4 separate regions of the Mus musculus genome follow, and all the other regions are linked to region 2. A link is a contact called in public HiChIP or PLAC-seq and promoter capture Hi-C data. All regions are on one chromosome and are shown on one strand. Each heading gives the region's core, a stretch centred on a gene start, on an enhancer-like site or on the middle of the called end of the contact. The rest is flanking DNA. Distances are from core to core; before and after follow the strand shown.

Region 1 (5,106 bases), core at 1,810-4,309, 1.0 Mb after region 2:
CTGACCTAGCCTCGGGGACATGACCTCTAAGGCTGTGTTTTATCTCCGCAAGCAAGACAAAAATCTGTCACAACCAAGTGGTCACTTAGGAAATACTAAAGCCAATCTGTCTTAAGCTTTGTTTGGCTGCTGCCTTGTGATAACAGCAGAAAATGTTGATGCCACAAAGAAGGTAGGAAGTAGCCTAGAGCAGTGACCCTCGACGTGCAGCTCCAGGCCAGCAGCACCAACCCCACCTGGGCATTTTCAGAAAGTTTCAGGCCCTATATCAGACGTGCCTGGCCAGAAACCCTTGAGGGAGGGCTGGACACTGCAAGCCTTCTAAAAGTCCGTGGATACACTGTAAGCCTGTGCAACCGTGACTGGAAGAGGAGAAAACAATTCCTGGTATTTTCTCCACTAAACACAGAAGAAAATCAACCGGAATGGGAAGCCAAAATTCAAGATTGGTCACGTCTCAAAAGGCAGGTTCTGTAGTCGTGAAGAAAATTAGAGGATCCCTCTGTCACCTCCCCACCCTCTGTCACCTCCCCACTGCATTGAGGCTGCAGGTGACCTCAGAATTGACCAGTGCATGGCTGAGCCAGTCAGGGAGCAAGTTTCAGAGCTTCCTTACACAGGTACTGTAGGAAATCTGGGATTCTATAATTGTGCTACATAACTAGGCCCTACCATGTGCTTTCAAATAACCACGCTCCCGTCCACCATGAACAAGTAACAGTGCTGAGCAAACTTGATCCGTTTAGTGCCTGTGCTCTTATAAAGAGATGCACGGGTTTCTTTAAAGATGGAATTGCTGCTTTTTCCATAAAATGGGGAAAATATTAGTTGTCTCAGAGGCCAATCCCTGATGGATGCTGGGTTGTACATTCCCCGACCTCTCTCTCTCTCTCTCTCTCTCTCTCTCTCTCACACACACACACACACACACACACACACACACACACACACACACGAGTTTACTGAATACACCAAAGGCTGTGGGCTGGGCACTAACAAGAACACCTTCAGCAGCTCTGTCTTTTTTATATCCCAGTTCCCTAAAGCGATCTTCAGAATCAGCACAGAAAAATCCAGATGGCGAGAAAACAGACAAACCTCAAATGCAAAATAAATAAGACAACCCAGAAATCTGAGCTAAGAGCAAAGTAAACAACTGAAATAGGAGTCAGATGAGGGGCTCAGGTCTACAGCAGCCTGTGCCTTCCTGGATGAATGTCTCCTGGCTCTCTGTTTTCCTTTAGTTGGGAAGAAGCAAGGCAAATGCTAATCTACTGTCCTGCAGAGGAAGCGTTTAGCTGCTTGCACTTGAGCTTTTGGTAGAAGGAGCAAACCCTGGATCTTTGGTCCTCGGCTTCAGCAATATTCAAGTGAGGTTTTAGTACACATCTATTGAAACCTATGGCCTAGGTTAGGCATCTGGACATGCCGGTAGAGCGCTTACCTAATGTGCAGAAGGGACCTGGGCTTGATTGCCCAGCAGTGAAGAAAGCAGACAAGGTGGGTCATGCCTATCATCCCAGAGTTTGGGATGTGGAACAGGAAGATCACAAGTTCAAAATGATCCTTGACTACACAGAAAGTCTGAGGCCTAGGCTGGAGACACTCAAACAACAAACACACACAAACACAATTAGGACACAATCTAAATTCTGCTACTTGGCTTTATCAAATGAATTCTTTCTGCTGACATTAGTCTCTACACATGAACATTTTCAAAGATATCAGAAAAGGATTTCTCTACATCGGGCATGGTAGCTAATACCAATGGTTCCAGTATGTGGGACATTGACAGGAGGATTGCCTTGAATTTAGAGCTACATAGTATATTCCAGACTGGCCTAGGTTACAGAGCAAGACTCTGTCTAAACTGAAAAGATGAGGCCGGGTCAGAGTGTCTTTGGTAATTAAGGTGCTTTGGTAAGTTGTGACTAGATTTTCTGGATCATTGTTAGGGTCCAGAATACCCAGTGGGAAAACAGGTCTCGGAACTCTACTACTCTGCCAAACTCTAGCCCATTCTCTAAAGGTAAGGTTAAGGGGCCGCTGGCGCAGCTCAGCTGATAAGAGTGCTCGCTTAGTAAGAACTAAACCCTGCATCTGTTCACCAGCGCGGCGGCGTACCCTGGGTGTGGTGGGTCACTCCTGTGATCCCCGCGCTGGGAAGGTGGAGGGCAGAGGGTCAGAAGCTCAAGGTCAATCGCAGTCTGGACTATGTGAGACGTGGTTTCAAAAAACAAACACGCAGCTCACAGGCTTAATGATTTCAGTTAAGTGCCCGAGTCACTCAATAGCTCAGCAACTTTCAGTAGAGAAAGGAAGTGAAAGAGAGACTTGAATGAAGCTACATATTTTTTTTTAACATGTTGAAAAATATTTTACTTTTCACAGAATGCCATGGGGTTTCCCCAACAGCCCTGGGTGCATGGCTACTCTCTCACTGTGAGTGCCCATAAAAGCCACTGTACAGCTTACTTGGCACTTACTATAAACTCGGACAGCTTATCTCTCCTCTAGATCTCGTATTGTCTTAAGGTCTCAGTTAGCTGGCACCTCCAGGGCAGGAATGTTTGTTATCTTTGGCTCCAGTCGGGGTGGGGGCTCCATAGCATAGCATTGTACCCTAAACTAGGGTCTGGGGATATTGGGCAATTGTATAGCTAATTGGAGACATCAAATACTCTGAGGACCAAACTCCGCATCAGTGTGGAGCCAAAGGGGCAGAATGAAATGTGAAGGGGGCAGGGGAGAGGAGGTCCCAGAGTTTGCAGACACGAGTGTGGGTGGGAAATGAGAGTTTCGACCTCCTTCCCGGCTGATTGTTCCTGGCCCCACTCCCCACACTTTGCCTTCCCAGGATCAGCCAGGTGCAAGGCAACAGGAAGTCCCATAGTTACTGCTCCAATGCCTGAAGCTTGAAAGGCAGTCATTTGGAGAAGGCTCCATTATATGTTCCTGCATGTCCTGGGTCTTGGTGCTGTGCACAGAATACCACGGCTGCAAAGCCATTGAGGAGGCCAATCCTGGATGCCTGGCTCCTGAGCAAGGGAGATGAAAGGCTTCTTCTAATGTAATAAAGGACGGCCTCTCGGTGCCGTTTGAACTGTTTACAGACTGAGTTAACGATTACAGGCAGTGTGTATCTTGGCCAGGTGCCTGAAATTCTTACCCACCCGTCAGATATTATCAAAGAGCCCTTCCATGCCTGGCTGGAGTCTTTCCAAAGCACCTCACAGAGATGCCGACACAAAAGGAGTGTTCAGAATCTCTCTCTCCTCTCTCTCTCTCTCTCTCTCTCTCTCTCTCTCCCTCCCACTCTTTCTCCCTCTCTCCTTCTTCCCCTCAACTCCCCCCCTTTCCTCTCTTCCCTTTCTCCTGGACCCAAGCGAAATAGTAAAAAATCAGCCATGAATCAGGTGCAGAGGACATTGAATACTGAAGACTGCTTTGGACAGAGGAAAGGGTGAAGGTCTGTTCTGGGTCTAGGAGACTCCGGATTAGGTATAGGTAACAGTCTTTGCAGCCGGGAGCCAGAGGATGGTAGGGTAGACAAATAAGATCCTAGACATGAAACAAAAATCCATACTATGTGATGTGGCAAACAGTTCCTAAGCAAGAGACCTGAAAGAATTGACTACATATAGAAACACCAGACAGAGAAGAGAAAGGGCAATGTACAAGCTGGAAAAGAAATCACCTCGATGCCAGAACAGAATAGGGAACTTAAAAAAAAAAAGTCCAGCCTAGCATTGGTGGTGCCTGCTCAATAATCCTAGTGCTTTGGTGGCTGATTCGGGGTGAGCACTGCAAGGTCATAGCCAGCCTGAGCTACGCAGACAATATCACACCTGGACTATGCAGTAAGATTCCCAATTGAAAAGCCAAACAGGCCTGATGTGGTGGAACCCATTCATAAACACAGCCCTTGCAAGGTGCAGGTAGGTGGAGCCAGGGCACAGGAAGACCTTGCCTCCAAAACAAAACAAAAGGCAATAAAATTAGGAAGAACTAAGATGCCTCTTTCTGGGGATGCGTCCCAGGAGCCTGGATGGCACGCGTCTGGGAGAGTTAGAACCCTGAGTACGAATCACGTGATCAACAGAGATCACGGAAACCAGCTAGTCTATGACAAGAATACCAGACCTATCACCAACATCGGTGGAAAAAGCTTTCTGGGTACACAGACAGCGAAGAACACTCAAACCAGAGAGCACTGAGCCTGCCAAGAGGAAGCTAGAGGATTTTATGACCTATTAAGTACCTGTTGGTCTCTGAATGCATTTGAAAGGGGAATAAATGATAGCCTGCATGGAGGACAGAACTCTCTAAGGTTGCTATGGGAGATGTTAGTTATCACTCACTCCAAAACTTCTTACCTCAGCTCTCTCACATTCTAAGGAGAAATTACCTGATTTTCAAAAAATTTCCATACGTGGAACCATGTGGAAACACAATCCACTAGAAACACAAGTCACGTGAGCCAGAATGGGCTAGCATTGTAATTGTGATGGATGCAGGCACAAGATCTTCAATAAGCTTCCTCACACGGTATGGTGTGCACTTACTGCCCACGGCCTAGAGACCCTACTAGTAAGACAGATCAGTACACAGGAATTCAAAGAGGCCAAGCAGAAAGGCAGGACTTGGGCCAGCGATCCACCAGGGACTGGCAAGGGATTTCAGAGACTAACAACCAAAAGGGCACAGGCGACAGCTACGTCTCCACTAACTGGGCTGCTCCAGATGCATTGGCACCACTGAGACACCAGCTGTGTCTTTGAACTTCAGGACAACTAGGGGAAAAATAGGCCCTTTCATCCTCCCATCCCTTCTCTCCTCTAGAGCTGGGGGGAATCCACGGAGGCACAGTGGCTCCCCTATTTTACAGACATTCCAGACACCGTACCTCGCAAGCTGAAACCCTATCCCAGGTTCTCCAAAGTAGGGCACGGTGCTGCACAGGCAAGAGTAGCAGGAGAAAAACGGAGCTCCTTATCAGCTTTCCATAGAATGGCTTTGCTTGGACAGGTTGGCAGTATATAGAAATAGATAAGCCACACTAATTTCCTTCTTCACGAGATTGCCACCACAGCCTCGTTCTGCCAT
Region 2 (5,228 bases), core at 1,048-3,547:
TTATCAGTCTCTGGCTTGGACACTGCAGTGCTCGGGGCCCCGCCCCATCAGGTCTCCTCCCAGCTCACCACTTAACAGTTTGTTCAAGTCTCCATCAGGAAGGTAGCCACTGACTTCTGCCTATCGAGGAACAACAAACAGCACACTACAGAGTCAAAGGGCACTGAACCATGGCCAGAGCCCCTTTTAGGTATTAACTGGTTGGGGTGGGAAGGCGGCCTGACAGCCTGGCACCTTTGGGACTCCCATATTCAAGGAAGGAGCCGGGTAAAGAAAGGCCTTTCTAGCTCTGATGATCTGTGGTTCTGCGGTAAAAATCCAAAATATAATCCAATTAGCTGTGTTGCCTGTACTTTGTGATTGAGAATAATCGCAAAAAAACAATTACCATCATAAAAACATGCAGCTCTTTAACACATGGGAACCCAGATGATTCAAAAATCAGTTTGTTTGGAGTGTTGGGAAACAGCAGGGTTTGTGGTCTGAAGTCTTATGAAGTGCCTTCTAAAAATCATATTCACAATTTATAATAAACACAGTCCATGTAAGTACACAATTTTAAAAAGGGACTTTGACATTGTTACATTGTTCACTACAAATGCTCCGCCCATCCATGCTGTCAGAGAGGCACTACCCCAGTTTAGGGGACAGAGAGATTGACAGTCTGACCACTCAAAAGCTTTGGCTGTGTTGAGATTTTTCCAAATGTCTCCAAACCCACAATGGACACGGCATAGTTTTGGTGATGAGTGAATTCCATTGTCTCCTAATCCTATGAAAATTAATGGGAAAGTGTTAATTGTGCATCAATGCATGCTTAACATTAACCCAGGGATTTGATGAACCACAACTTTATGTTGCCCCTCATGCCATATTAACTTGGTTTATTGTAATAATTTAAAACAATAAGGATAATTGTATCCGTACTGTTTTAAATACTCCATAAATTGAATACAGCCTGAATCTGGCCAGCCTGGAATACGAAGTGTGCGATTCCCCCGGGAAGCTACAGTCACCAATCCTTTGGAGTTTACACTTTGCCAGGGGAGAAAGGGAACTTTTACCAAACACCTACTAAGTGTCAGAATCTGTGAGGCTCCTAGTTCCAAAAACTAGGGGTAAGGTGCTTTGTTATCTCCAAGACCTACCGCAGGTCTTGGGAGATAGAGAGCCATTTCACTCCTGGCGCTTACACTCTTTACAGAGGAAGCCCTAGTAACTTTAAACATAAATAAATTAGATAACGGATGAATGGTCGAGGGATTTTCTGAAATAAGCACCTATCTTAACCACCCTCGGGATACTCCCAAACTGCTACTCAATCTCCATGAACATTTGCTTTGAACCCCAATCATTTGACCTTGACCCCTACAAGCCCACTTTATTATATTTTCAAATCGCGGTCTGAGTAAGGCGCAAGCCCTGTCTGGTTGCTTCCTCGCCCCCTGTTATCTATCGCGTCAGTTTCTCAAAGTTCCGAAATAACCTTCGCGGGCACGGCTCCGTACCTCTGGCGGGGAAGGGCGGGGAGCCGTGCAGGACGTGCCAGTGTGGAGCGGGAGCCAGAGAACTTGCCGCGCGAAGGGAAAATAAAACTTGTGGCTGGTGTTCGTGCAGGAGGGTCTCCTCCATCCGCAAGCCCCCCAGATCCCGGGGTTCTCGAGGACTGCCCTGGGAGCGCAGGGTGTGGGTGTGCTCCCGGCGTCCTTGACCTAAATTTCCGCGCGGTGGCTGGAAACGGGGGCACAGAGGCAGGGAGGGCGGCGGGTGCCACCTCCGAATCGGGCGCAGGGCCCCAGGAACTTGAATGAATAGTCCGAACTAGGGGGGCCCGGGGGCGCTGCCGCCTCCCGGCCCAGCGAACAGCCCGGGCCGAGCTCCCCGCGCCTCCCCCTCCCCCACACCCAGCCCATGTGATCTGAGCCGACTCGGGGTGCGCTTCCCGTCTCCCCGCCTGCTTGGCGTGGCCAACCCCCCCACTCGAGTCGCGGGGCTCGCGCGCCGCCCCTGATGGGTCCCGCTGCCGCGGGGGGCCGAGCGTGTGCGCGCGCGGACAGGCGGGGGACCGAACGGGGTGCGTGACGTCACCGCATTGGTTACACGACGTTCTAGAACTCCGCCCCACGTGCGCGGGGAGGAGGGGGAGGAGGAGGAGGAGATGGGGGTGGGGAGGAGGAGGGGGAGAGGTGGGGATGGGCCGGGGGGGCGGGGACGGGGGGTGTGCGAGGCGGCGGGGCTGAGCTGAGCCGAGCCCACGTGTGACGGGCTCTCGCCGCTGGCCCGGCTCGGCGCTCGCGGAGCTTCGCAGCCGCCGGGCGGGGGGAGGAGGCGGGGGAGGAGGGACGGAGATCTGGGGCTCGGAGCCGGCCGCCGCTGCGCTCCGCTTCGCTGTGGGGCTCGGTGTGTCGGGGGTGGGGGGGCGGGGGGGCTCCGCTATGGAGGCAAATGGGAGCCCAGGCACCTCGGGCAGCGCCAACGACTCCCAGCACGACCCCGGGTAAGTTTCCAGCCGCTGCCCACCGCGCCGCCGCGGGCTCGTTCGGGGCTGTGCGGGCGACGGTGCGGAGCGGGGCATTCGCGCGCCCCCCGCGCCCCCGCGCGCACCCTTGGGGCACTCGCGCACCTTGGGGTGGCGTGGGGCCGCCACCTTCTCCCCCAGCCCACCTCCAGGCTCGCGCTCGCCCGCTCCCCCCCAGCTTTCCTTTTAGCTTTTGTAAGTTACACGTCAAAATGGCCGATCTGACATCGGTGCTCACTTCGGTTATGTTTTCTCCCTCTAGTAAAATGTTTATCGGTGGACTGAGCTGGCAGACCTCACCAGGTAAGGGAGGGAGGGGGGGACGCCTGGGTCCCCCCCTTCTTGGCTTCTTTATTGCTCTTTGTTATCCCAGTGTAAGAGCCCCCCCACCCCGCCATTGGCTCCCCACTTCTCCTGTGCAAGGTTATTTTTTTAAATAGCAAATCCTTTCCGAGCCCTCTACGCGACCTCTGTTGCTGAATTTCCCCCTCGTGTGCAAAAATATTGCAAAAACAAAACAGAATAACAACAGAAAACTACTTTTGCTTTTTGTCCTTGATCAAAAAATTGCATTGCTCCCCCCTCCACACCTTCTCCCACCCCCCCATCTCTCTCTCTCTCCCTCTCTCTCTACAGATAGCCTTAGAGACTATTTTAGCAAATTTGGAGAAATTAGAGAATGTATGGTCATGAGAGATCCCACAACGAAACGCTCCAGGTAACGCATTCCCTTCTCGATTTTGCCTTTATTTTAGAACAAAGTTTTAGTTTTATTTTTGGAGGTGTCTTCGGAAGTAGCTAAGCGGATTTAGAATGGGGCTCAGGCGCGTGGCTGGTTGGAACGTCGCTCCCCCCCCCCATAACCCCAAAGGTTATTGTTAATTAGGGCCGAACTCTGGATTCAGAGACGCCCATCTCTCCCGCTTGAAGTCATTTTCCTGTCGCTTCTTGTTCTCTTGTTTAAAATGACATTCAGTTCACCCACTTTCCACATAGTTTTTTTTTTTTTTTTAATTTAAAAATTTGAATGTATGCCTTCTGCACACTCCCAAACTCTGAAGTCCCCTCTTTGGGAGGTGAATGAATATCTTAGTGTCCGTTTTCCTTCGGAATAAAACAAAGCCTTAAGAAAGGGAAGAGGAGGAGAGGAAACTGAGGCGGCCAGAGTGGAGACACCAGCATTTTCCAAGTTACCTCCAGCCGCCCTGCCCCCTCGTCCCGCTTCCCCCACTAACCTTGGTATTTTTACCTCTTGAGGCAGAGGGCTGTGGGTTAGAGGAGAATAGAGGGAGCTGGTGGGGATGGGGGGTGCGTGGGGGCAACATTCGCATCCTAGTCTACATATAGGGTCTCCTTGTTGCGCTCAGTAGTGTCACATTTTGTTTGTTTTTCTCCCTCTTTGTCTCCTTCCAGAGGCTTCGGTTTCGTCACCTTCGCAGACCCAGCAAGTGTAGATAAAGTATTAGGTCAGCCCCACCATGAGTTAGATTCCAAGACGGTAGGTTGCTTTTTTTTTTTTTTTCTAAATAGTTGTTGTTTGCCCCTTTTCAGTACCGGTCTGGGCATTGACAGCCCTGTTTAAAGGGACAGCGCCTTCTTTTGCTTCTGTGCTAGAACTGGGTACTTTTAAACAGCTAGCGAGTTGGCTCAGAAGTTTGCTGCGGTGGCTGGTTTTGGGGGTTTCCTTTTTAGTGTCTGTCCCATTGCAGCTTCAGACGCTGCCAAGCCAAGGTTGGGGGGAGGGGGGTCGGCTCCCTGAGAGGGCAGCCTCCCGCCAAGGGACCTTGCAAAGAAACTCCAATGCAGAGTAAATGGAACTTTCTTTGTCAGCCGAGCACAGCCTGTGGCATTGGGATTGGCTTGTAGAAGGAAGGCACAGCCTGCTTCCTGGCGGAGGAGGCAGGGGTGGGGCCAATGGGAGGGGGCGCTCATCTTAGGTCCAGGCAACAGGTTTCACTGGGACTCCTAGTGATTTGAGCTGTGGTTTGAGAAAGGAAGAGAGATACAGGCAGAGGCAATTGGGCATCCAGTGGGTTTACTCCAGATGGCAAATTGAAAGCTGATAAACCTTGGATTTCAAAGTGAATCTCCCCCCCCCCCCTTTCTCAGGTCTTTCATTTGTGTGTGGGTACTTTTACAGCATTTGAAGTTTTTAAAATTCAGAGTTTAGAGGCGAAAGTCCTTACGTGGAGGTCAGAGAGAATAAGGGGCGGGGGGGGGGGGATGTCAGTCTGGAATAATAAATGCAATGATGGGGAGTTCCCTATGGTTTGCTTAGCTCCTGGGCTGGCTTCCTGCCTCTCCTCCTTTCCCCGTTTGCTTACCAGAATTTCACCGGGATTTTTAAAAAAATATATTTATTTATTTATTTGTACCCCTGCTTAAGGCGGAGGCCTCAAGGTGATATGTGGCTTTGGCTGGCTGCATAGGATGCTTCTGTTCTGGTGCGAGCTTTTGAGGGTGAGGCAGCTGCCCACTGTAAACTTGACCCTCAGTCCCCTGTTCTGTCAAGTCAGCAGAAAGCAAGGGTCTTCCAAGCCCTTTCGACTTTTTAACTCTTGAGTGGAGGAAAAGAGAGCAGGGTAACCTTTGGCGCACTTGAATTGATTTTGCAAACTCACCCTCTTGTTTATGATCAAGGAGGTCAGGTGTTGACCTTACCCCCCAAGAAAAGACCTCAGGCGCTTAAGGCACTTTTTAATTGTCCTAG
Region 3 (5,472 bases), core at 964-3,463, 1.3 Mb after region 2:
TCACTGGCTGCTCTTCCAAAGGTCCTGAGTTCAATTCCCAGCAGCCACATGATGGTTCACATCCATCTGTGATGGGAGCTGATGCCCTCTTCTAGTGTCTCTGAGAAGAGTGACGTGTGCTCACATTCATAAGTAAATAAATCTTAGTAATTTAGTTTTCATTTTATGTGTATTGTTGCTTTGTCTGCATGTATGTCTGTGTGAGGTCGTCCAATCTCCTGGAACTGGAGTTACAGAGTTTTGAGCTGCCATGTGGGTGCTGGGAATTGAACCTGGTCCTCTGGAAGAGCAGCAGATGCTCTTAACCACTGAGCCATCTCTCCAGCCCTATTATCTGTTTTTGTTTTGTTTGTTTGTTTGTTTGTTTGTTTTGAGACATAGTTTCTCTTGTGTAGTCTTGAGTGGCCTCGAACTCAGTTGAGATTAGAGGCGTGTGCTACCTCTGCCTGCCCCTTTTCTCTTTCTCACTACCTTCTCACCTAAGAATCCAACTGCTTTATAAATATTAAGCCCAAATTCTCCCTGGGGAATAACATCTAATAATAACCGAATACTCATATATAAATCCTATGTAAGCTAAACAATGTACTTACATAAACCATATTTTGTCCAGTCCTACCAAGCTTTTTGAGTCACCAAATGGGATAAATACATTCTCCTCCTCCAAGGAGAGACACGGAATTTGGAGCTTGCTCCAGATAGTAAACAGTTTTTTAAGTTTATGTTTCAAGAAAATGGTGCTGTTTTTCCATCCTCATACTTTGAATGACGTGTCTATGCACATTTAAGAGCTGTGACATTCTCTACACTGTTCAAAATGTCGCCACCTTCCTTAGTACTTGAATGACTGATTTGGAGTATTTAAAGCTTCAATTCCTGAATAAAAGTCCAGGCTAAGAATCACTGGCAGGGAGGGGAAAGGTAGTACAGCAGGTAAAGGGCCTGGTTGCCAAGCCTGACAGCCTCAATTCCATCTGTCCCCAATACCACATGGGGGAAGCCGAGAACCAATTTCTCTCACCTCCAGTCTAGTAATGTGGCCTGTGTGTCACACACAAACACAAAAGAAATGTAATAATAAAGAGTCGTTGCTTTAGCTGAGCATTGGTGGCACTGACCTTTCTTTTGTTTTGGGGGTGGGGGGTTCCAGACGGGGTTTCTCTGTGTAGCCCTGGCTGACCTCAAACTCAGAAATCCACCTGCCTCTGCCTCCCAAGGGCTGGGATTAAAGGCGTGCACCACCACTGCCCGGCTTTTTTTGGGGGTAGGGGGTGGGGGTGGGGAGGTCGCTGGCCTTTCTAATCCCAGTACTCAGGAGGCAGAGGCAGATGAATCTCTGTGACTTCGAGGAGAGCCTGCTCTACAGAGTCAGTTTTGGGAGAGCCACGAAAGAAACCTACACAAAGAGGTTGTCTTGAAAACCCACAAGTTAAAAAAAGAAAAGAAAAGAACCCGGTGTGGTGTCGCACACCTTTGATCCCAGCACTCAAGAGGCAGAGGCAGGCAGATTTCTGAGTTCGAGGCCAGCCTGATCTACAGAGTGAGTTTCAGGACAGCCAGGGCTACATAGAGAAACCCTGTATCGAAAAACCAAAAAGAAAAGAAAAAAAGAAAGAAGAAGTTGTTGTCAATAAGTAGTGCAAAAGCAGGGAGAGTCGCGTATTCCTATATCCCATAATTTAGAAAGTTTAGATGCTGTCTTCAAAAAAAATGCTAGATTTTTTTTTTTTTTTGAAATGTGAGGTAGGTATGACACACTTTTTTTGGTTTTGTTTTGTAGCTCTGGCTGTCCTGAAACTCACTCTGTAGACCATGCTGTCCTCGAACTCAGAAATCCGCCTGCCTCTGCCTCCCGACTGCTGGGATTAAAGGCGTGCTGCCACCACTGCCCGGCACGACACACTTTTTTTTTATATCATCTTCCGTATTTCTTGGGCCTTTAAAGCCACCTTCCAAACTGCCAATCTCCCCAAAAGTTCTGATGTGGAAGCAGTCACTCCCGCTCCGTCAACATCCCCGGTCAACTCTACTAAAGAGGTCCAGCTCCTCCCTCGGGACACCAGAGGCCCAGGCTAGACCACGAGACGACAAGGACACGATAGCTTACTTTTCCAGCTACTTCTTACTCTAGGCAGGCCTGCCGACATGAATGCTCAGAAACCGCCACACTCTGAGGGAGCTCCGGAGTCCCGGGGTCACCCACCGGAAGCTGTGCGTGCGTGCGTGAGCGGGCGAGTGCGTGGACGCGCGCGTGGGCGCCAACCACTCCCTACCGCAGCCCCCCAAAGTGGGAGGCTGGCCCACAATCCCCCGCGAGGGCGGGAAAAGCAAGGGGTCGCCTGGCAAGGGTCAGGGGACACACAACAGACCTCCTACAAGGGTTTTTTGAATTTTTCACAGCAGGAAACTGCCAACTGGTCAGTTTCTGGTTGCTGCGTCTACTACAACTTCCATCCAGGAGGATGGATTCTTGAGGAACCCGTGAAAGAGGGCAGAGCATGGTGAGGAAATATGCTGTACAGGGTTCACTTGGCCTGGCTACCGTCTCCGCGTCTCCGGCCTCTTTTTTTGTTTTTGTGTTCACTGTCAGGCTATATCCGAAACGTGACTCGGACGAGTGAAACTAGAAGACAACCTTACATGAAACCAGTGTGTGGGATTTCCTCAGCAGCAGCAAGGCCTCGTGAGTCTAGGCCGCGCGAGCCCCGCCCCTTACGCCGCGCGTGTGACGTCACGCCACTGACCCTCCCCCGCGGGAGGGCGGGGTTTGGGTTTCCAGCGCTTTCGCGCCTCTTGCTCTACGTCACTGCGTGCGTAGCCGCCGAGCTCTCAAAAAAAAAAAAAAAAAAAAAAAAAATGCAGCGGGAGTTGGTGGGTTATCCGCTGTCTCCAGCGGTGCGCGGGAAGCTGGTGGCTGCGGGGTTTCAGACGGCGGAGGACGTCCTAGAGGTGAAGCCCTCCGAGCTCAGCAAAGGTAACGACTCCCAGCTGCCAGCTGATGCACCGCGGCCGCTTGGCGCCGCCTCCGTCTTCGTTCCGCCGCCTCCGCCAAGCCGATCTTTTGACACCGCTGAAATTCTCTTGAGCTTGGAACTGTGTGGAGCAACGTTTACTGATTGCTTTCTCCGTGCTCGCTGGATGCTTTGAGGAGTGCCTCACTTAATGGTTTAAGGAAGGCTCCTCTTGGACCAGGGTGTCCAATCTGTAGATGAAAGAACCGACTTCTCATCTTGAGGTTTCATGATAAACTGGGTTGGGAAACAATCACAAGCCATGTAATTCTCCTTGGTCAAAGATCCTGGGGGGCGGGGGGGGGGAATTGAAGTTGAAAAATAAAGGATTAGAGAAGGACTAGAGATATTTCAGTGAGAAAAGCAATAGAACATTCCCTTAGACCAGGAGAAAGCTCTAGAAAGACGTTCGTGATTCACAGGAATACTGCCTCCCCCCCCCCCCCGCCCTGGCCCCCGACTTTTCTCAGAGTTCTTTAGGTTACAGATAAGTGGGAATCACAACCGGGCAGTGGTGGCGCACGCCTTTAATCCCAGCACTTGGGAGGCAGAGGCAGGTGAATTTCTGAGTTCGAGGCTAGCCTGGTCTACAGAGTGAGTTCTAGGACAGCCAGGGCTACACAGAGAAACCCAGTCTCAAAAAACAAAACAAAAAAACCAAAGTGGGGACCACTGCATCCTTAATGTTCACAAATCCAAACTTCGTTGTAGTCACCCACTGTGCCAGTAATACTATGCACATCTCTTTGATGGTGATCAAAGAGGACAGAATGGAATCTGGTTTGATTTTTGTTTAAGTGTTGTGTATTGAACTCATGGCTTTGCCAATGTTAAACACTACCACAGAGCTATACCCCTAGTCTAATTTTACATCCCAGCGATGATGCTAACAGAGTAGTAGCAGAATGGGTAGAGCACTAACTAGCTATGTATGCCCAAGGCCCTGGTTTTGATTCCCCAACTGCTAAATAACTAAATAATTGGATAATTCATTTCTGTGTTAGACTTTTGTTTGTTTCAAGAAAAGGTTTGGGGGCTGGAGAGATGGCTCAGCGGTTAAGAGCACTGACTGCTCTTCCCGAGGTCCTGCGTTCAATTCCCAGCAACCACATAGTGGCTCACAACCATCTGTAATGGTATCCGATGCCCCCTTCTGGTGTGTCTGAAGACAGCTACATGTACTCACGTATATAAAATAAAAATAAATCTTTTTAAAAAAGAGAGAGAGAGAAAAGGAAAGAAAAAGGTTTCTCAGTGTAGTCCTGACTGTCCTGGAACTCGATCTGTAGACCATGCTGGCCTGCCTGATTTCCTAGTGCTGGCATTAAAGGCATGGGCCCCCATGCCAGGCTCTGAGTTATACTTTTAATTCTCTAATGTCAGGTTTTCTTTTTCTTATTTTATTTATAGAAGTTGGGATATCTAAAGAGGAAGCCTTGGAAACTCTACAAATTCTAAGAAGAGAATGTCTCACAAATAAACCAAGATGTGCCGGTACATCTGTGGCAAACGAGAAGTGCACAGCACTGGAACTTCTCGAGCAAGAGCATACCCAGGGCTTCATAATCACCTTCTGTTCAGCACTCGATAACATTCTTGGGGGTGGAATACCCCTAATGAAGACGACAGAAGTTTGTGGTGTACCAGGTGTTGGAAAAACACAGTTATGGTAAAATAGGACGTTCCCTGCTTACGGGTGGACTTAATGTAACAAACAGAATATTCTGCTGTGAGTTTGTAGTCAGGAAACCAAGAAGCATACAGTACTACTTTGTATGTGTTCACATCAAACAATCAGCTTACCATCATATTATCCAGGATCCCTGTCTTCTTGATGAAGTTTTGATATCAAAAATGTTTCTTTCATAATATTGCCTGGTCACTAAACGTATACACTCCTAATTAATTGGCTTCTGAGATATATTTGTCAGATGTTTTAAAGTTGATTTATATATGATAAAGAAGAGTTCTGAATCATGTTTGGTGACATACTCATAATCTCAACACTCAGGATACGAACGCAGGAGTGCTATGAAATAGAGGATGGGGGCTAGCGAGATGGCTCAGTGGTTAAGAGCACTGACTGCTCTTCTGAAGGTCCTGAGTTCAAATCCCAGCAACCATATGGTGGCTCACAACCACCCAGAATGAAACCGATGCCCTCTTCTGGCAAGTCTAAAGACAGCTACAGCGTACTTATGTATAATAATAAATATAATCTTTAAAAAAAAGAAAAGAAAAGAAATAGAGGATGTTCTGGGCTATATAACAGTTGCTAGACTAGCCAGTGATATAGCAAGACCCTGTCTTCCCCCTCAAAAAAAAAAAGTGTGTCTACTTGGTTATGGCCAACTCCTATAAACAGGACAGTAGGGTTAGAATGGAGACTGAGATAGCAGGATTGGGAGTTGAAGGATCAGCCTGGGCTACATTGCCAGACCGGGACTCAAAGGAGAAAGTA
Region 4 (5,243 bases), core at 1,468-3,967, 1.6 Mb after region 2:
TGGAGCAATGAGGACACAGTCGAGCATCCCGCAATTTCTCCATACAAATGAAACATCGGAAAACCTCAGCAATGCTCTGAAAACAAAAGAGATAAGGGTCCCAGATTACACTGAAGAACATGACATAAAAAGACTTCATGCAAGGCCAGGCATGATGGTGACCGACTTTAATTCCAGCATTCAGGAGGCAATGGCAGGCGATCTCTATCAGTCTGAGACTATACATGACGAGTCCCAGGCAAGCCAGTAAGACCCTGTCTCAAGAAAAAGAAAAAGAAAAAAAAGGAAAAGAAGAAGAAAACAATTCACTTAACATTTATACTTACTTGGTACTAATAATGCTCAGTTTTAACTATACTCCCTGTCAGAACTTGATTAGTCAGAACATCTGGAAAACATGCTTGTCTTTTAATAAGCCTGATGATTCCAAGAAAAACAAACAGACTAAGAAAGTGGCTTAAACGATGGAGCGCTTGCCTTGAAAGCATAAGGGTCTGAGAACCCCAGAATTCAGGTACAATCCAGGATGGTGTTGCATGCCATCCCAGCTATGACACGACAGGGGCACACACAGGCAGATCCCTGGAAGCCCACTGCCAACTAGCCTGGCTAACTGGTGAGGTTCCAGGCCAGTGAGACCCTGTCTCAAACAAAAGGTGGAATGTAATGACCAATGACCTGGGTATGTGTAACAGACACACGCAAGCACACAGACACACACATACTCACTCTGATACACATCAAAAAAAAAAAATGAAACCATGAAATGCAAAGAGAAACTTTATGTAGAAATATTCTTACTGAGGGGGTACTTATAATAAAAGTAAGAATGTGATTACAGCCCTTACAGACAAATACTAAGTAAATTATGCCAAATACAGCATGCAGAAATACTTATAGTAGAAAACTGTGTATGTGTGTATCAGTAAGAAATGGAAGAAAGATTGCATGACTAAATACACAATGACAACTTTTTACTTCTGTGATTTCCACAATGGAGATGAACTACTTTTGTAATTAAGGGATGGAATTTGTTTTTAAGAGACAGTTTCACTATGTAGCTCAGGCCAGCCTGAAACACCTTGTGCTCACTATCTTGGCCTAGAAATCAGAGATCTGCCTGCTTCTGCTTCCCAAGGGCTGGGATTAAAGTATGCATCACTGAGTCCAGACATGAGCAAATTTTTAAGAAGATATACTGGAACGGGCAAGGTGGCTCAGCATTGCCAAAGGCTCCTACCACCAAACCTGAAGACCTGACTTCTATCCCAGGAATCCCACATGGTAAAAGGAGAAGCAACTCCAAGTTGTCCTGACCTCCACGCCGGCACATCAATGCACACCCATGCACACACTAAATAAACAAACATTTGTAAAGATATCGTGATTAGAGGCAAACTAATTCAGAATCTGAATTTCTGTCCTGATGTAATCAACTAATTATGTGAGCCTGAAAATCTGCAGCCACTATAAATGCGAGTGTCCCTATTGACATTAAGTTAATAACTAAAAAAAAATTGAAAACAGGGAAGTTTACCCACGTCTATTTTTACTCCATTCCAGAAAAATTAAACCCTCCTAAAACCAAGAAAAGTTTACAAAACCTTCACACAACTTTCACAAGAGCAATTAAGTAGAAAATTACTGATGGTCATAACTGCAAGACCAGGTCCTGAGAGATGCGGACTCTTAACTGGCTTTGGGAAGACAATAAAACCATGGGGGTGAACTGGGTTAATCTCAAGAGCAATGCTCAGTAAGTTATCCCTTATTTTTAAAAAGCAAAAATCATGTAGTACTTTAGTCTCTGAACGGTTCACGCCCCCCAGCCCCCAAGCAATCGTTTTGATGATTCTAGCCTTTATGGAAATACCCCAATCATGAAATCATCTTACAAGAATCAATGCTGGAAACTACTAGTCTTTAAGTCAGTCGAGTGTGAGAGAGGTGTGTGTGTCCTACAAAATGAACCGCTGAGGGTGAAAAAAATGTTTAATCATGCAGAGCAAGTCGTGGCGAGAAAGCAGGGCAAGTCCTTCCGATGAATTTGCAATTTTGCTCTAGAAAGGCTCAGCCTGCAAACAGCGACGAGAGCAGGTGCCAAGGCATCGCTGGAGCTCCGCAGCACCTGACTGCGGAACAGATTCAGCACCGGGCATGCTGAGGGCTGGAAGCACTACCGCCGGGCCAGCCTCCCTCTCCGCGACTCGCAGAGGCTGCCTCCCACAGGGAGGGCGAGCGCATGGGGCCCCGGATAGAAAAGGAGCCCAGCCGCCACCCTCCGTGATGCCCCTCACCTCCACACTCTGCTCATCCATTGCCTCCGGCTCTCGGCGGGGCCCTCGGCGACCCTCGGAGTCCGTGTCTGCGCTGTCAGGCGCCGGCCCGAGGTCGCCAGGTCAGCTGCGCTCACCTCAGCAGGCTCCCACAACAGTGCCACCTCCGCGCCCCATCCCGTCGGGTTCCCCACCGGCTACCCCGCATTTCGCCATTTTTTTTTATCCGCGCGCCAGCCCTGGGGCGGAGAGGGAAGGGCTAGCGGTAGCCGCAACGCCTTCCTCCCGCCTCAGCAGCTGGCCTGCGTCCGCGTGGGAGCCCTGGCCCACGTGACGCCGGCGCGCGCGTGTGAAAACCGCCGCGGGGCCCGTCCGGGGCGGAACAGGCGCCACAGAGAATTCGCAAACACCAACGGTAACCAGGGCAGCTAGAGGCGCGGCAACGGGGCGGACGCGATGCGCACGCGCACTCGGCGTTGCGGGAGGGGAGGGGAGGGGCGGGGCGGAGCGGGGCGGGAGGAGAGGCGGGCGCCCGGTTCCCGCGGTGCGCGCAGCACACGAGACTTGGAGAGGCGGTGCCGCGGGGAGGCGTGTCGGGCGTCGGCGCGGTGCCCTTCGCCTCGCAGATTTTACCGCCAGTGATGTAGGCTCCTTGGTGCGTCCTAATTGGAAGAAGCCACGCTCCCGAGTATTAGGAAGGGACGGAGAGTCTTATTTGCGTTCCCATTGTTTGTGGGTCACCTAAGGAGACCCTGGAGCCGGGAACTCTTGCTTGGTTAGTGTTTGCTTTCCGCCTCTGGGAGGAAACGCAGACTTTAAGCTTTAAAAAAAAAAAAAAAAAAAAAAAAACTTAGTCCCCCTCCATAGTAAATGCATTTGAAAGCTCCAATTGTAATGGACCGGCGATTTCTCTTGACCTGTTATTTTGAGACAAGGTTTCTTTAGTTCATGATAGACTGGACGTATAGTGAAGTCTCCAAGCTTCCTGGAAGTAAGGATTGCAGGGGAGAGGTACCACGTCTTCTCATTTTGGTGAGACAATTGGATCCACATCCCACCGACTAAGGCTTTCTTGCAGCTTGAGTTGTTTTTGCTATGGGGACTAACAAAGAGTCTAGGGAATCGCTTCTAAATTCCTTCCAGAAGAGACCAGTTAGGGTGCAGAAATTGAGGGTATGTGAGACAAAAGGCGTTGGTCAAATACTTAAATCTTAATTCTTCTCTTAAGCTTATTACAAAGTTATTTATGAACCCAATCCAGAGAATTGATAATCTAGAAAGAATCTTTTCGTTACTAGCAACATTTTTTAAAAATTATATGAACTATAAACAAGATTTATGGAGGTAGGACGGATGGCCCAGAGGTTAAGAATACTTGCTACTCCGGGGGAGGACCACTCTCTAACCCTGCCTTTGGTCTCCAGCCTATACTCCAACTCCATTCTGCCCACCTAAAACACCCACACTCACATGCACATATATTAATATAACCCAAAATAATCTACACACACATAATTTAATTAAGTAGAGATAGAATATGCTTTCACAAGCTGGGCATGGTGGAGCACTCGTTTAGTCCCAGCATTTGGGGGACAGAGGCAGGTGGAGTTCCAGGACAATCAGGGATACACAATGACACCGTGTATTGAAAAACCAAAAGCAAAAAAGGCTTTCATTTCAAACCACTTATGGTCTTTGAACTAGATGCAGGCTGATAGTTGCAGAATAATTTTACTAACGTGTCCTGAATTGTACCTTTTTGCTGATGTTCCCATGTCACCTGCACTGACCTAGAACTTGCTATAAAGCATATGCCAGCCTTCAACTCCCTCCTTAGCCTCTTCAGTGCTAGGATATACATAGGTATGCCACCACATTCTATTTACACTTTAAAATTTAATCTATACCTAAAAATTTGTGGAGGCCGGGTGTGGTGGTACATGTCTTTAGCTTTTAATCATAGCCTTTCATGACCAGGCAGAAACCATCTCCAGAATAGCCTGGTCTACTTAGTGAGTTCAAAGCCAGCCTGGGCTAAGTCGCCAGACTAAAAAAACAATCAAAAGTTTGTGGGAAATATTATGGCATTTGGAATTCTCAACAATATGGAGAAACCTTTGCCCTGTAGTATAACAGATGATAACAGTAGCCTATAGATTATGGTATATTTGCCATATATACCCAAAATGTTTAAGGAACTAGTTATCAGGCTAGTTCATAATAGTAGAAAATAAAAGAAATCTGTAATTAGTTAGAGGTCTTTGTTAAAAAATAGGCATACAGTGCTTAAATTGGTAGTTGGCTAAGTAAGGGTTAAAGGTCCTTTGTCAGCTCGTGGGTGAGGGAGTCTGCTAGCACTGGAGAGCTTGAAACAGAAGATTGAGAACTTGAAGAAAGCCAACCAGAGCCCTAGCCCAAGACCATGTCTCACAAAAACAGCACTTAGGGGCTGACTTTGCTCTGCCCTTTGCCACAAGACACATCCCCCAAAATGCTATTACTTTTATAATGACTCAGATTATCAATAAGAAACTAAACAAAATCATGATATAGCCATACAGTAGTTACAAGTGTTAAAAAGGATGTTAAATGTATAATGTATGTCATGAAATCATATAAAATGAAAATTTTAAATGCTACAGTATAATGTATGCTTACCTGTTTTGTTTTTTTCTAAAGAAAAATTCTATGTGAATATGTATAGAAATGAATAAAGAAACTGAAGGCTGACTACTTCTAAATAATATGCATTATGCTTGTTTTTAAATATCTTAAATAGTATTATATAGAAACACTATAGTAACAGAAAATAGTATCTAGATGAGAAATAATCCTAAATAAAAGTAATAAGAATGAAGATAATATAACATGGAGGCTAGATACTATGACCAATTTTAGGTTTTATTTTATAGGTAAGTGGATGCAAATACATTAAAAAGGTAACCATTCCAGCTAACAAAAGCCACT

What was found. Promoter capture Hi-C pulls out the DNA fragments that hold promoters and counts their contacts. HiChIP or PLAC-seq counts read pairs in DNA pulled down with a chosen protein or histone mark.
Region 1: a promoter capture Hi-C map of liver shows a contact between it and region 2, with 2.5 times the contacts expected there. The contact joins the enhancer-like site here to the promoter of Msi2 in region 2. A contact is called at or near these places in 3 of 39 promoter capture datasets (the 3T3-L1 cell line, hippocampal neurons and liver) and 3 of 115 datasets of contacts at active chromatin or transcription factors (extraembryonic endoderm stem cells, large pre-B cells and thymic regulatory T cells).
Region 3: an H3K27ac HiChIP or PLAC-seq map of thymic regulatory T cells shows a contact between it and region 2, with 9 times the contacts expected there. The contact joins the promoter of Tex14 here to the promoter of Msi2 in region 2. A contact is called at or near these places in 2 of 39 promoter capture datasets (liver and pre-B cells) and 1 of 115 datasets of contacts at active chromatin or transcription factors (thymic regulatory T cells).
Region 4: a contact with region 2 is called in a promoter capture Hi-C map of pre-B cells, with 3 times the contacts expected there. The contact joins the promoter of Trim37 here to the promoter of Msi2 in region 2. A contact is called at or near these places in 2 of 39 promoter capture datasets (liver and pre-B cells).

The regions. Positions count from the first base shown.
Region 1 is chr11:87,687,639-87,692,744 of GRCm38.p6, reverse strand. The region is part of intron 2 of Rnf43 (ring finger protein 43); the gene reads right to left. Among named protein-coding and RNA genes, the nearest start is that of 1110028F11Rik, 9.3 kb to the left of the region's middle. Within about 2 kb of position 3,059, at least 87 of the 459 cell types and tissues checked have an H3K27ac peak or open chromatin away from gene starts, as enhancers often do. A contact at or near this core is called in liver, where this site is marked.
Region 2 is chr11:88,715,298-88,720,525 of GRCm38.p6, reverse strand. Msi2 (musashi RNA-binding protein 2) reads left to right here and starts at 2,297. Exons shown (of 14, transcript NM_054043.3): 1 at 2,297-2,497; 2 at 2,781-2,821; 3 at 3,155-3,236; 4 at 3,932-4,016. The coding sequence starts at 2,436. It overlaps C030037D09Rik (RIKEN cDNA C030037D09 gene), which reads right to left and starts at 1,883. Exons shown (of 4, transcript NR_038058.1): 1 at 1,509-1,883; 2 at 1-120.
Region 3 is chr11:87,401,806-87,407,277 of GRCm38.p6, reverse strand. It overlaps Tex14 (testis expressed gene 14), which reads right to left and starts at 2,213. Exons shown (of 31, transcript NM_031386.2): 1 at 2,108-2,213. Rad51c (RAD51 paralog C) reads left to right here and starts at 2,772. Exons shown (of 9, transcript NM_053269.4): 1 at 2,772-2,974; 2 at 4,422-4,680. The coding sequence starts at 2,857.
Region 4 is chr11:87,124,549-87,129,791 of GRCm38.p6, reverse strand. Trim37 (tripartite motif-containing 37) reads right to left here and starts at 2,717. Exons shown (of 24, transcript NM_197987.2): 1 at 2,298-2,717; 2 at 1-76. The coding sequence starts at 2,318.